2 separate regions of the Mus musculus genome follow, and region 2 is linked to region 1. A link is a contact called in public promoter capture Hi-C data. All regions are on one chromosome and are shown on one strand. The core of a region is the stretch at or near the end of the contact, and the rest is flanking DNA. Distances in the headings are between cores, read along the strand shown.

Region 1 (3,862 bases), core at 510-3,009:
TACTATATTTAAAATAATTTTAATTTTTTTTATCTTAAAGTTTAGTGATGCATATGCTATCTTAATAATACTTTGAATAAATTCTTATAAACCCTACTAATTTTACTTTTGAAATAGCTTCTGGTTGATGCTTTTTTTATTGTTGTTTTTAATACTTTTCTACCCCCAGACTCGAGAAGACCGAAAGGTTGAAGCCATCATGCATGCTTTTGAATCTTTAGAGAAGAGAAAGAAACGGCGGGATCAGCCTGTAGAACAGAGCAGCTCGGACATAGAGATTACTACTAGCAGTTCAGAGATAGTAGTTGGAGAAGAGACAAAAACTGCAGCCCCTGAGTCTGAAGTTAGCAGCCCTGTTTCAAATGTTGCTATCCCAAGCACCCCACAGAGCACTGGTGTGAATACTCGGAGGTCCTCCCATGCTGGGGTAAGAGGGAAAGCTCTGAAAAGTCCTGCGTATGCTAATGTCAGTTGTCTTTTTCTATAGTGGTAGAAGTTAGTATTTTCAACGTTGCTCTGTATCAGAATAAGCAAAGCTATTTTGATCTCAACAGCTGGTTTGTGGGATGCAGAGAGACAGGTGAGGTCAACATTTGAATGACAAAGTCCCTTAGCACTTAAGTGTCTCCCAGATAAGTTCATAGAATCCTTTGGTTTGGGAGAATGCATACTGAGCACGAAGGCTTCACCTAGCTCAGTCTCCATCTCTAAGGGAAGAAACCAAATCTTTGGGTTTCTCTCACTGATTCTCTGAATAGCTCAGGTACATGACTGACCTTCCAGGGCCTTCTCAGGACTAGTGTTTAACATAGGACTTCTGGGTGTAGAAAAGAAACAAGAATTATCTTGCCTAAGAACCTTAATATTAGGTACCTAGCTTTAATTGGCTTTTGACCTATTTTATTTTATACATGTTTGTTAGAAATAGAATTAACTAAGGCAGATGTTTGTCTATGGTCTATTTAGGTAATAAAGTCTATAAAATTTTGTATTTTTTTTAATTTGTTTTGTGACAGGGTCTTCCCATATAGTCCTCCTGGCTGGCCTGAAACTTGCTTTGTAGATCAGATTAACCTTAAATTCACAGGGGTCTACCTGCCTCTGCCCTCTCTACCTCTGATTCCACCTCCTGAATGCTGAGATTAAAGATAGGTGACGTGGTGCCAAGTTCAGATTTATTTATTTTTATATTTATGTGTGAACAGACAGACACACACCTTCTTACATGTATGTATGTGTATCATGTATGTACCCTACCCACAGAGGCTAGAAGATGGGATTGGATCCCCATCTAAAACTAAAACTCCTAGTTAGAGGACTTTGTGAACACTAAAAACTGAACCCCAGTCTTTGCTGCAAGAGCACCAAGTGGTGTTAATTGGGGATTAATCTTCCAGCCTTAAGGATTAATTGAAAATCATTTAGAATGCTTTAAATAGATAGAAAACTAAGAAACAGGTAAGACATTTCTGATGCTAGGTGAGAGGAGCCTTGTCTAATCCTAGTACTCAGCAAACTAAGGCAACCTGGGAGATCCTGTCTGCAAAGGAGAAGAGAATTTTCTAGTAAACATTTGGCCTTGATATTGTTACAGGATGTAGCTGCAGAAAAGCCAATCCCTAAACCACCTCCAGCTAAGCCTTCTAGACCCCGACCGAAAAGTAGAATTTCTCGGTACCGGACCAGTTCAGCCCAAAGACTAAAACGCCAGAAGCAGGCCATTGCACAACAGGCAGAACTGTCGCAAGCTGCCTTGGAAGAAGGAGGAAGTAACAACTCAGTAACTCCTCCTGAAGCTGGAAATACAGACAGTTCAGGAGAGAACAGACAGCTAACAGGGTCTGACCCAACTGTGATATCAGTTACTGGATCCCATGTCAACCGTGCTGCATCTAAATACCCCAAAACCAAAAAGGTAAGCGACGATATAAATTTCATATGGTAAGGAGTATCACGCTAAAGCAAGAGGGCCTATAATCCCCAAGGAAGAAGTAACCTTAGAATTATTAGATTGAACATTTTACGTAAAAAGTTGTTTGTGCTGGAAGCTGAAACCATCCTACTTATTTTTGTTCACTTGATTTTAGACAGAATTTAAATCACTGGTAAAACACTATTTTTATCTGTCTTTGTGAGCATGGAAAATGTAAAGGAAAGATACCTTATACTCTGAATGCTCAGCTCATCTTCACTGTGGTTGCTGATCTGTTCTAGTTTTAGTTGAAGTTTGATTTGTGAACTACACTACTGCTTCTGGCAGCTGTTACAAATGCAGTGATAACTAATGGTTTTTGTTTTGTTTTGTTTTTTTAAACCTTTAGTATCTAGTTACAGAATGGTTAAATGACAAGGCAGAGAAGCAAGAATGCCCTGTTGAGTGTCCTTTGCGTATCACCACTGACCCAACTGTGTTGGCAACAACCCTGAACATGCTACCAGGTCTTATTCATTCCCCATTAATTTGTACCACCCCCAAACACTACATTCGCTTTGGCTCACCCTTTATGCCTGAGAGGCGTCGAAGGCCCCTTCTGCCTGATGGCACATTCAGCTCCTGTAAGAAGGTATGTGCCTTTCTGTCTGTCTCTATCTATCTATCTGTCTATCTGTCTATCTCCCCCTCTACCCCCCACCCCCTCCCCGTGTGTGTCTGTGTGTGTATACCTGCCCATGAATGAAAATATGTTTAATACTGTAGGGTGCATATAGTTGTAGTATATTTTACATAATTGTCTAGATAATTCGAGAATCTCTAGATAACTTTGTGAGTTTATATTGTGTTGTTAAACATGGAAGTAGACTCTTTAGAAGTCACTGTGGTCAAGTTGGAATGTATACAGCATTTTTGGTGCTCAAACTTGTGACTGTTTACCTGTCCATACCTAGAAGCTTTTCACATTACTGAGAGCACAAGGCAATTGATGGGATGGATGTGTTTTGTATATGCTTTTGTGATACTGGTTAGCATGGTAATTTGTGACTATTGTATGATGTTGGACCCCAAATAATTAGAGAACAGTTATATTCATAAAAGCAGATAAGATTGTCGTTGTAACTATATAATCAATTACTATTATTTCTTAAAGGAGTTTAGACAAAAAATTATCTTAGAATTTTATTGGACAATAAAAAGACTTATTCCCTGCCTTTCTGGGACTCTAGTTGTTTTGGGTCTAGCACCAGCAATGTTTGGTAGTTGTTTTGGGAATGCACTTTATTAATTCCCACATTTGTACACATGTTCCAAGGGTGTCTTGGGAATAGATTGTTCTTCAAGCCTATAATGCTCTTCAATGTTTTCAGAAACACAGAACACACTTTATCAGGTCTTCCTTTAGGTAGGGTTCTTTTCCCTGGACCACCCTTTTCTCTGATCCTCAGATCAGGATTCAGGCTGCCGCCCTCATTGTCTGGCCTTGACCTCTTCCTCGGGCATCACATACATGAGGATGCTGCATGTAGCTTATTTGATGTGATGAAGTTTCCAATTCCAGGCAGGTCTTCCCTGATTCCTCTAAACTTAAAAAGATTTTTTTCTTTCCCCAAGATCATAAGTTACTTCTTGGGGACGGGAATATAAAGGATCAACAGAATGACATGGCCTATTGAAGGGGAGCAAGGAAACGGGAGTCTGCATAGGGAAAGGCAGTGCTGCTGAGTCAGTAGTACATTGCAGAAGCCTAAGTAGCACATCCTATAAAGTACTGCACTTACTTGGTTTGTATGGGGAAAACTCCCAAATGGAAGATTTTCTGAGAAATTAGATTTCAAGGTCCTTGTCAAAGAGATTTTGGATAATGCAGTAAGTAACTTGGTGAAATAAGTAATAACAGTAGAAAGATTTTGAAAATCTGATCACTAT
Region 2 (4,216 bases), core at 360-2,859, 150 kb after region 1:
AGTATTTAGGGTTTAGGCCTAGAGCTAAAGATCAAGCGCTATGTAGAACTGCTGCCCAGAAAATCATGCTTGGCACCGTCTGTCGGTTTGAGATAGGGTCTCATACTCAGGCTGGCGGAGCTGGGGTTGGTCTTGAATTTTACTGAGCCTCCTTCCTGGCCTTCTAAGTGCTGGAATTACAAGGCATACCATCATACCTGGCAGCACTCCTGTTAGATTTTTGCTACTAGAACAGAACCCCACATCTCTTCAATGCAAAGCATGTGCTCTACCACTGACCCACACCCTAGCTGGCAGTCGTGTTTGTTTTGATACTTTTGATACTCGGTATGTAGCCAAAACTGGCCTCAAACTCGTGTTCCTCTTGCGTCCTGAGTGAGTGCTGAGGTTACGGGCCAATGTCACCATGCACAGACAGTGGTTTGTTTTTGATAGTATTTAAATGTCCATTCCTGGTCATATTTATTTCTCGATCCCTTTTCTGTTTTGCCCAACAGAGTTGGGACCTGGTGCAACAAACACAGAACTACCTGAAACTGCTGCTTTTCATCATGAACAGAGATGGTAAGTCTCTCCTGGTGTCCCAAGCCTGCGAAGTGCTGGCTGGGAAGGGGGATCCTCTCTGTGAACCCCCCAAAGAGACTTTTTGGGCTGGCTTCTACCTGGAGTATGCCAAGAGCTTAAAAACACATTTGCTGCACAAGCTCAGTGAATTGGGTACTATGCTCAGGACCATGGAGGGAGAGGAGAGCAAAGTCCCATATGCAGTTCTCTGACCTGTGCACTCTTATGTGCACATACATGGTTATAATACAATTAAAAAGAGAACTTCAGCTAAGATGCTAGAAGTCAAGACAGATGTTCCCACCCACTCATTTCTAAGATGAGATTGGGGAATAAAATAACTTTGGACAGGAACCTGGGGAAGAGGGACACTAAGCTGGCCTGCACCAGGCTGGAGGCCTGGGGTTTTCAGCAGAACCCTATCTGGTTCTCTCACTTGGTGCTCCTGTTCCACAATAGATGACAGCGGGCTGCTGGTACACTGTATCTCAGGCTGGGACCGGACCCCCCTCTTCATCTCTCTTCTGCGCCTTTCCTTGTGGGCTGTGAGTATGAATGAGCTGGAGCGGGGAATATGCAGAGACCCTATTAGGTCTCCAATTGTCACGTTTAACACTGTTCTTGGTTGGGGGCTGGGGTAGGATAAGGGTGGTCCTGTCACCCAGTCTATGTTTTGGTTTGCTCCTGGAGCAAGGAGGCCCGCACTAGGAAGGCAGCTTTCTGAGCTTGCCACCCTTTGTCTCCCCCAGGATGGGCTAATTCACACATCCCTGAAGCCTGCTGAGATCCTCTACCTGACTGTGGCCTATGACTGGTTCCTCTTTGGGTAAGTCTTCAAGGAGGTGTGTGTGCATGGTGTATTAGCTTTTCTTATGAGGAACAGAGATAAGAAAACAGCTGGAGGAAAAAAGTTGGCTCTCTTTGGAAAGGATCAAAGATGTTGGCAGGCTTCATGTGATGCATTGGTGCCAAAGACTTGGTCTGTCTGTGGGTCACACGGCTCCTCAGCGCTGGGTTGTGCTTTGACCTTCTCACTCTTCTTTTTCAGACACATGTTGGTAGATCGGCTCAGCAAAGGGGAGGAGGTAAGGACCTCCGCACAGACATGGACTACACCTTAACACACAAGGCATTCATTCTGGTTGCCATGCTGGGAAGGCAGTTTCTCCACCCAGGATGCTTGGATGAGCTTACCATCCTCTTCCCTCAGGCAGTGTGGTGGGAAAGGCAAGAGCACAGACCGTGTGTGGGCCTCGGGCTCCCTTTGTACCACAGAGGGAGTTCTGGCCACAGTGGCTGTGACCATTTCAGGCTCCTCATCTTCCCTCTGCACTTGGCTCTGGAGCCAGTGTTCAAGTTGCTTTCCATGGCTCCATGCTCAAAGCTGAAACATGGAGTGCTTCTGTCCTCCATCCTGCCACTCAGAGTCCCTTCCCTTCTCCACGGTGGTCTGCACACCCAGGGTTCTGCCCACTTGTAGGCTGCCTCCAGGTCCTCCTTGTCCTTTCTTTTCAGTGTAGTCAGATTCCTCTTGCCATTTCTGTCTTGCCTCCTCTATCTTCTTTACCTGCTTGTAGTTCCCCCAGCATCAGATCTTAAGTTTGGCTTGAGTGTGTCTCGACTGGTCCTGCTCGTTGCCTAGGTGACCTTGAGCTTCACCTTGAGTCTCCTGGTTTCTCCCTGAGCTATACAGATGCATATCATGACAGTATTGGTTCTGTCTCCACCCACCCCTAGTGTCCAGAAGCATCCTTCTCTCCCTCCTGCTTCTGAGCTTGCTTTCTTCTTAGGCGTCTTATCTCCAGCTTTTCTTTTGTTGCTTCTGCCCAGCTGCTCATCTCCCTTCCAAATCTCTCTGAGCACTTACGCGTCTGCAGAGCTCATAAGCCTGCTCCTCAGAGGCCCCATGAACTCTGCCAGAGGCAGAGCCTTTGGCATTGAAATCTGGGCAGAAGGACTCTTTGTAGCCTCTTTGGAGATTTTGCTGGTGCTTTAGGACATTCTGTCCTCTACTCCATCTCCCTCCCCCGCCCACCAGAGCAAGCCAGATGCTCCCTTCAGAGAATAAGGGCAAAAATGAGACTGCGAAGACTGGGCTCTGAGTCCCACCCTGCAAGTCCCTCAGTGTATGCATAGGTCTTGCTACCTCTCCAGACTGCAGACACCTCTGTAATATAGCAAGCTAAAAACAGCTGCTAAGTGCCTCTTTACCCTGTCTTCTATCTTTGAGGTTCCCAGGGTACATTAGCACATTAAAAAGCTCTGGTGTCTGATGAAAACACCTGTGTCATTTTATATAATGCAGCATTTCCTACTGACCAGATCTGAGCAACCCTCTGCCTTTTTTTTTTTTTTTCCTCTTTTTTTTTTTTTTTAAAATGGAATCTTACAGGGCCCTGTGGGAATGTATGGGTGTTTCCCTGAGTCTCATGGGTTACACCTTTTGGGATCACTGGTTGATATATAGCCTGTTGTGTTGTGCAGGTTAAATAAACCAAAGCCTCTGGTATGTTTCTAGAGGCCACTGGACTAGGTCACTGGCTGGGATTTGCTCCTGGGAATGGGTTTGCTGCCAGTCAGTCTCTTGCCTGTATCCACTTCACAGTGAAGACCTGGGCCTCACAGTTTCAGCCAGAGCATGGCTGCCCTACCCCAGCTCTGATCCTGTATCTGGTGCACCCCTCCCTATGGAATGCCTTTCCTCTTCTGTCCTGCCTTATCCACTAATCCCCTTGCCCAAGATACTCTCCCTCCCAGCTGTCCCCCCTGTCAGTAGCTCTCCCTGGGCTTTAAGATGGAAGTGGGAACTGCTGTTATTTTCACTGTAAAAGCTGAGAATGTGCGTGTTGAAGATTTGAATTCTTTACCTTGGACCTCTGTGTTCTCAGAAAAGATGCACATTATATCTTCCCTACCCCCAGCTTATGGGCACCTGCCTAAAACCCTGCTGAGCCCTCTGTATCACCCACATCAGTCATAAATCAGATCTAGCAGGGTTCACAAAGAAGGTCATTCCCCAAAAGAGGCATTAACCTGAGAGCCAGTGGCGCTCTTCTGCATGTTCTTCTCCACTGGCCAAGGCTAACTTCTCACTGTGCTCTGCTTTTTCTCCTTCAGATTTTCTTCTTTTGCTTCAATTTTTTGAAGCATATCACCTCCGAAGAGTTCTGCCTGAAGACCCAGAGGTAAGTGGAGGGAGGCAAAGGACCACAGGGGCACTCCTCCACAGTGTGGAGCACTGCCGTTATCCCAGCCCTGTTACTAGAGCCGAGTGTCTGTGCTGAGGACCTAAATGAACAGGGAAGGAGTAGTCTCTCATGGGGGAAGAGCTGGTGATGCTATAGGAAGAAACAAGCCTGTGGACGGGAGGACTTGCCGTTCCTTGTTGTTGAGCCCTGTAGTAGGCCATCTGTGAGTGGGATGCAGCTCAGAAGTAGGGTGCCTGCCTACCATGCTGCAGGCCCTGAGTTCAAGCTTTGGTACCATAAAAAAAGAAAAAATTCACAATATGACCCTATAACAACTGAATCATACTCAGTTGGGCATCATGGTGCACACTGTTAGTCCCAGAATTTGGCAGGCAGATCAACCAGCCTGATCATCTGCACAGTGGAGCAGAAATCTGCTTCCAGCCTGGAGAACAGTCTTGTAT

What was found. Capture Hi-C pulls out chosen DNA fragments and counts their contacts.
Region 2: a contact with region 1 is called in a promoter capture Hi-C map of adipose tissue. The contact joins two enhancer-like sites. A contact is called at or near these places in 6 of 39 promoter capture datasets (the C10 cell line, the HPC-7 cell line, cranial neural crest and 3 more), 1 of 15 datasets of contacts at CTCF or cohesin (the NIH/3T3 cell line), 16 of 484 Hi-C or Micro-C datasets (the AML12 cell line, B cells, the C10 cell line and 13 more), 1 of 115 datasets of contacts at active chromatin or transcription factors (embryonic stem cells) and 3 of 9 other capture datasets (adipose tissue, liver and pancreatic islet).

What each region holds. Positions count from the first base shown.
Region 1 is chr6:113,119,247-113,123,108 of GRCm38.p6, forward strand. Setd5 (SET domain containing 5) reads left to right here. Exons shown (of 22, transcript NM_028385.1): 13 at 170-427; 14 at 1,595-1,915; 15 at 2,322-2,564. Among named protein-coding and RNA genes, the nearest start is that of Setd5, 44 kb to the left of the region's middle. Within about 2 kb of position 1,760, at least 13 of the 459 cell types and tissues checked have an H3K27ac peak or open chromatin away from gene starts, as enhancers often do. A contact at or near this core is called in adipose tissue, where this site is marked.
Region 2 is chr6:113,264,947-113,269,162 of GRCm38.p6, forward strand. It overlaps Mtmr14 (myotubularin related protein 14), which reads left to right. Exons shown (of 19, transcript NM_026849.2): 10 at 498-564; 11 at 1,024-1,109; 12 at 1,314-1,390; 13 at 1,613-1,649; 14 at 3,682-3,749. Among named protein-coding and RNA genes, the nearest start is that of Cpne9, 15 kb to the right of the region's middle. Within about 2 kb of position 1,610, at least 16 of the 459 cell types and tissues checked have an H3K27ac peak or open chromatin away from gene starts, as enhancers often do. A contact at or near this core is called in adipose tissue, where this site is marked.